2 separate regions of the Sus scrofa genome follow, and region 1 is linked to region 2. The links are chromatin contacts, called in public Hi-C maps. All regions are on one chromosome and are shown on one strand. Each heading gives the region's core, a stretch centred on a gene start, on an enhancer-like site or on the middle of the called end of the contact. The rest is flanking DNA. Distances are from core to core; before and after follow the strand shown.

Region 1 (2,700 bases), core at 43-2,542, 770 kb after region 2:
AAGCTAGATGCCCGCTTTCGGGCCCGTGGGAGAAGAGACTCCTCCAAGCCTCGGTGCACCCCAGCCGGGGCCCGCGAGGACGAGCGTGGCGGGCTGGAAGCCCCGGTTCTCCGAGCAGCCAGGCGACCCGAGGCCAAGCTCAGTGTCTCAGGCACCTCACCTCGCCCAGCTGCTGCACTTGAGCGCAACCCCTACCAAAATGCCCTCCTGTTCCTTAGGGCCCGCAAGCCGCCCCCCGACCCTCAAGGAGGTCGGGTCGTTGCAAGACTTGGAGTCCAGGGGTCCGCATCCTGGCATTTTGGGGCGCATCCCGCTCACCCCCCAAGGGACCGACGACTGTGCCTCCGCGGGTAGCTTATCCACGCAGTGTCTGCTCCCTTACCCCAGCCACCCGGAACATCAAACAAAAGAACTTTTGCAAACTTTCCTCTCCGGACACTCGCGGGTTTCTCAAAGCTGGGCCCCATCTCCCCAGAACGTGCATTCAATGGAGTAGGAAAGCTGGCGTGGGGGTGTGTGTGTGCTGACAAAGGGACCCCAAAGTTTCCAGGTCGTTCCTGGGTCTCCGGGAGCGCGCGGAGGGGACCAGTTCTCACGCTGCCCTTTCCCGACATCCTCTCTCCGGCCACCCTTCCCCATCGGTCCTTCCCGGCCATAAAGAAAGACCCTCCGAGGGCGAAGAAGTTGGGAGAGATTTCTGGGGCCTCTGCGGTTCGACAAAACTGCCGTACTCTCTTGCTGATCCCGGGGGACCTCCAGGCAACTCCAGGGAGCGGCGCTTTTCTGCGGGAAAGGGAGGAGGGAAGGGGCGGAGGAGCGAGCGCATTTGTCCCAGCAGATCCCCGGGGGCCGAGCTGACACAGCTGGGAGTGGGGGGCATCCCCCAGGTGGCGCTCCCCGACTCCCCGCGGGCTCTGCGCACCCCGCTCGGCCTCGACACCCTATGTGGCGCGCGCGTCCCCCTCCTGGCCCACTCACCGACTCCGCCGACACGCAGGCCACCAAGCCCAAGGTGAGCAGGATCCAAACGCGCCGCATATTCCCCGGGGATCGGCTGCTCCCAGCCGCCGCTTGCAACCAGAGAGAAGCGGAACCTCTTGCTCAGCGCCCGGCGCAGCCCGCGCCGAAGAATCCGGAGCGGAGCAGCCTCCGCGACCGCGGCTCCGGCTCGGGGGCTCGGGGGTTCGGGCTCGGGACTCCGGGGCGCTCGCTTCTTCTTCCTGCGCCTGCTCCCGCTGCCCGCGGCTGCGCTGGGGGAACGCGGCGCCTTCTCACTTGTTGGTTCCTACACTCCCGACGCCGAGTTGTTGCTCCGGGGAGGCAGCTCTCTGGAGCCTTTCTTGCTCTGCTGTAGTTTTACTCCTCCGCGGACTCCTTCCCCGTGTCGCGGCTCGGTTTCTGATTTTTGAGGAATAAATTAGATGGCTTGGAATGTAGCTGCAGCTGAAGTTTGGGGGCAGAGCGGTGGGGGCGCGAGATCCGCGCGGCTGGAGCTCTGGGAGTATCTGGAGAGAAGCGCGTCCGGCAGGGCTAGTGGCTCCGCGGCTGCGCCCCTCCTCCTCCCGCGCCGCCGCCTCCCTCCCAGGGTCCTCCTCCTCCACCTCCTCTTCTCCTCCCGCTCCCTCCCTCCCTCCCCAGCCAGCTTCTCTGGGCTTCTCCGGGCCACTCGGGAGAGGAGGCGGCTGTGTGACTCCCTGCTAAACCCGGGAGAAATTCCTACAGGATTACACCGCGATTGGCAGCTCGGGGGACCAGTGGCCGCCGGCAGCTCCGCGCTGTGGCTGCTCTGGGTCTGCTCGTCTGCAATCTGTGCTCCGGCGCTCCTTTATTTTCTGGCTTCCTTCTCCCCTTACCCCTTCGCCTTTTCCTCTCGCCTCCCCCTTGCTCCTTCTCTATTTTCTATTCTCTTTCACTTTTCTGGAGAAAGATCGGTGAAGCGACGAGACATATTTAGCTTTTCTGCCGGCTGGAATTCGACCAGTAGCAAGAAGCTGCTTTGAGAGTTGGAAAAAACACACACACACACCAAGTTTACAGATGCTTTCAAGCAGTGTAAAGTGTTCATAAATCGCTAGTTCATGAAAATTGTATTTTAAAAGCGAAAACAATAAACGTAATAAACGTGTGTTGAGCATTTCCCACCCACCCTAACGCCCCCCCCCCAAAAAAAAAATCTGGAGGAAAGCTCCCATAAACCCAAAACGCAACCCTTTAAAAGCTCATAATTTCATTAAGGGCTTAAATACCATTTCTGCCTCACACATGGTTTAAGCCCCGAAGGCATTTTATAGGCTCCATTTCAACATAGAGGTGTTAATGTTTGGAAGCTACAAATAGGGCAATTTGATGAGAAATTGGATAGAGACCCTGAACAATAACAGATTGAAGAGAACTTCAAAGAAAAGCAGGATAAAGTAATTTCTAGTTTGAAGAAAATGATGAGCATGTGTTTCCTGAATGGAAGTAATTGGTCCCAAGTATTTTGTGGTGAAGTCTTTTTTTTTTTTTTTTTTTTTTTTTCAGTTCTGTGTCTCTAGTGCACTACCGGACATGGCAAACTCCCTGCCAGTTTCTACCACTATTTTTCTCTCTAATTTCTGGAGTAAATGAATTGTAGAGCCAGTCTGGTCCTAGAATGCCCACTCCAGGAGACCAGCGACTTTTCTGTCTTGTTCACCACTGTATTCTCATTCCTGTTGC
Region 2 (2,817 bases), core at 217-2,716:
TGTGTCTGGGTGGCTTAAAATAAGGCTCACTTGTATCAAAATAATTTCTATTTTCCTTAAACTTCTATTTTAACATGGATACAAATCAACTGAGATCTTACTAAAATTCAAATTCTGATTTAGTAGGTCTGGGGTGGGGCCTGAAATCCTGCATTTTTAACAAGCTACCAGGTGATGCCAGGCTGCCAGGCCACCACCACACACTGAGTAATGAGAGTAAAGAGGTATGGGGAACCCAGGGACTTTGGGGCTCACATCTCCATTAGCTGGCTGCAAGGGCCTTTTTGTTCCCTTTGAGCTTGTTGAGCTTAAAAGGACAACCCGAAAACTTTCACATTGGTCACAACCTCATCACTGGCCTCACTATTTCACCTGGCTGGTAAAAGCACAGTCCAGGGCTCTTTCAGGAATACGAGATAGGTTATCCAGCTCTTTCAATTAAGGGTCTGAGATGTTTCTAGGGCCTCCTCCCTGCCAACACTATGGAGGCTCTGCTTCTGAATCTTAACCTGGATAGCCTGGCTCCGCTCCTTGAATAAGAATTCTCTGAGCACTTTCTTGTCTTCCTCCAATTACAGGAGTTCTGACTTGTAGCCTTCATTCCTGGCCCTGTGATTTGAGTGATAGCTCAGCTTGAACTACACCGGAGGCAGCTAGAAGACTCGGGTGATGGTCCCAGGATGCAGAGGTGCTCTGCTGATGCTGGTTTAAGAGGCAAGGCTGGCATTCTGAAGACCCAGTGCAGGAGTTTACAGCTGAGCAGGTCTGGAAGAACTAGCCACTTGGGAATATAAAACAAAGGTTGAGTCAGATAGGTTTGGGTTAGAATTGTGCTTCCATCCTTTCCTGTGTTATCTCAGGAATGTTCCTTGGCCTCTCTGAGCCACTGTTTTCTCATCTGGAAAATAAGAATGGTAACAATACCTCCATCATATACTGCGAAAATGCATATAAAGCACTTAGTAAAGTGCCGGATACATAACGATTGTCCCAAAATACTAGTTGTTTTTATTTGTACAATTACTATTAACATTCCACCGCGCAGCAAATCGCCTGGTGGTTCTGGCATTATGGTACCTACCTTTACAGTCCCTGGAGTTAAGGTACCAGAGCAAATCTCTAAGCAAAGGTTTTCAAAGATCAGACATAAAGACCAGCAGTAGTTTCATCACAATAGAAGTCACAGCAGATAGGTGAATGGTCTGAAGATGTTTAGTTTAGAAAGCCCATGATGGGAGGGACGGATGTGATGGCTGTCTTGAGGGTGTTTTGTGTGAGGGGCCCGCCGAGGGCACAACTGAGACTTGGGGGAAGACACCAAACGGAAGCAAACCCTCCGCTCACAGTGAAAGGGAGCTGGGGTGAGATGCGGGTGGGGGGGCGTCTGTGAGGGTCGGCTGGTGCGCAGCTGCGGCGGCGGAGCCAATCACCGGGCGCATCCCGTCCTCGCGCGATGGTATAGTCGTGCAGTCGTGACGTCGGCGGTTGCCATGGAGAGGCCCGCCGGTAGGGACCGCGAGCTGGCGCCAGGGGCCGCAGGGTCGGAGCGTGGCTTTGAAGCCGAGTCCGCTACCACCATGAGCGGCCGAAGTAGGGGTAGAAAGTCCTCCCGCGCCAAGAGCCGGGGCAAAGGCCGCGCCAAAGGCCGAGTCCGCGCTGCTCCTGATGACGCCCCACGCGACCCGGACCCTCCACAGTGCCAGAGGCTCGGGGAGGAGACCAAGGCGGCACAGGTGCAGGCTGGCGCGGGTTGGGGTGGCCTGGAAACCGCTGCGCCCGCGCCGCCCCGCCGGCCCGGGGAAGAGGACGCCTGTCGGCTCCCCCTGGACTGTGGCCTCGCGCTCCGGGCCCGGGCTGCGGGGGATCGCGGGCAGGCCGCGACCAGGCCCGGCCAGGGGAAGGCCGCATCCCTCTCAGAGCGTCTGACGACAGACACCGTCTTCGTAGGAACCGTGGGAACCGTGGGAAGACCGAAAAATGGCCCCCGCGTTGGAAATCGGCGCGGCCCGGCTGGGAAGAAGGCCTCAGATACCTGTAGCGCAGCGGGGAGGGGGCCTTCGGCCGTAGCCGGTGGGAAGCCGAAGAAAGGGACTGCTGGGGAGTCTGCCTCCGTTCCAGTGGTAGAGGAGAAGAAGGTGGAGAAGGATGCAGGGTCGGGGCCTCCAGCGACAGAAGGCAGCATGGATACGCTGGAGAACGTCCAGTTGAAGCTGGAGACCATGAACGCCCAGGCGGACAGGGCCTACCTGCGGCTCTCTCGCAAGTTTGGCCAGTTGCGCCTGCATCATTTAGAGCGCCGGAACCTCCTCATCCAGAACATCCCAGGCTTCTGGGGGCAGGCGTTTCAGAACCACCCCCAGCTCTCGTCCTTTCTGAACAACCAAGATAAAGAGGTACTCGGCTACTTGAATAGCTTGGAGGTGGAAGAGCTTGGCCTCGCCAGATTGGGCTACAAAATCAAGTTCTACTTTGGGCGCAACCCCTATTTCCAAAATAAGGTGCTCATCAAGGAATACGGGTGTGGTCCATCCGGCCAGGTGGTGTCTCGTTCAACTCCAATCCAGTGGCTCCCAGGGCATGATCTCCAGACCCTAAGTCAGGGCAACCCAGACAACAGCCGGAGCTTCTTTGGGTGGTTTTCCAACCACAGCTCCATTGAGTCTGACAAGATTGTGGAGATAATCAACGAGGAATTGTGGCCCAATCCTCTGCAGTACTACCTGATGAGTGAAGGGGCCCGTGCAGAGAAAGGAAAGGAGGGCCGGCCAGGTCCAACAAGGCAGCCAGTGGAGACCCCTGAGCCTGGGGTCAACAAGT

The links. A called contact is a pair of places that touch in the nucleus more often than the background predicts.
Region 1: a Hi-C map of embryonic fibroblasts shows a contact between it and region 2, with 2.0 times the contacts expected there. The contact joins the promoter of SDC2 here to the promoter of TSPYL5 in region 2. A contact is called at or near these places in 1 of 47 Hi-C or Micro-C datasets (embryonic fibroblasts) and 1 of 2 datasets of contacts at active chromatin or transcription factors (skeletal muscle).

Annotation. Positions count from the first base shown.
Region 1 is chr4:40,128,191-40,130,890 of Sscrofa11.1, forward strand. It overlaps SDC2 (syndecan 2), which reads right to left and starts at 1,293. Exons shown (of 5, transcript NM_001315754.1): 1 at 979-1,293. The coding sequence starts at 1,038.
Region 2 is chr4:39,361,479-39,364,295 of Sscrofa11.1, forward strand. TSPYL5 (testis-specific Y-encoded-like protein 5) reads left to right here and starts at 1,467. Exons shown (of 2, transcript XM_021089072.1): 1 at 1,467-2,817. The coding sequence starts at 1,491.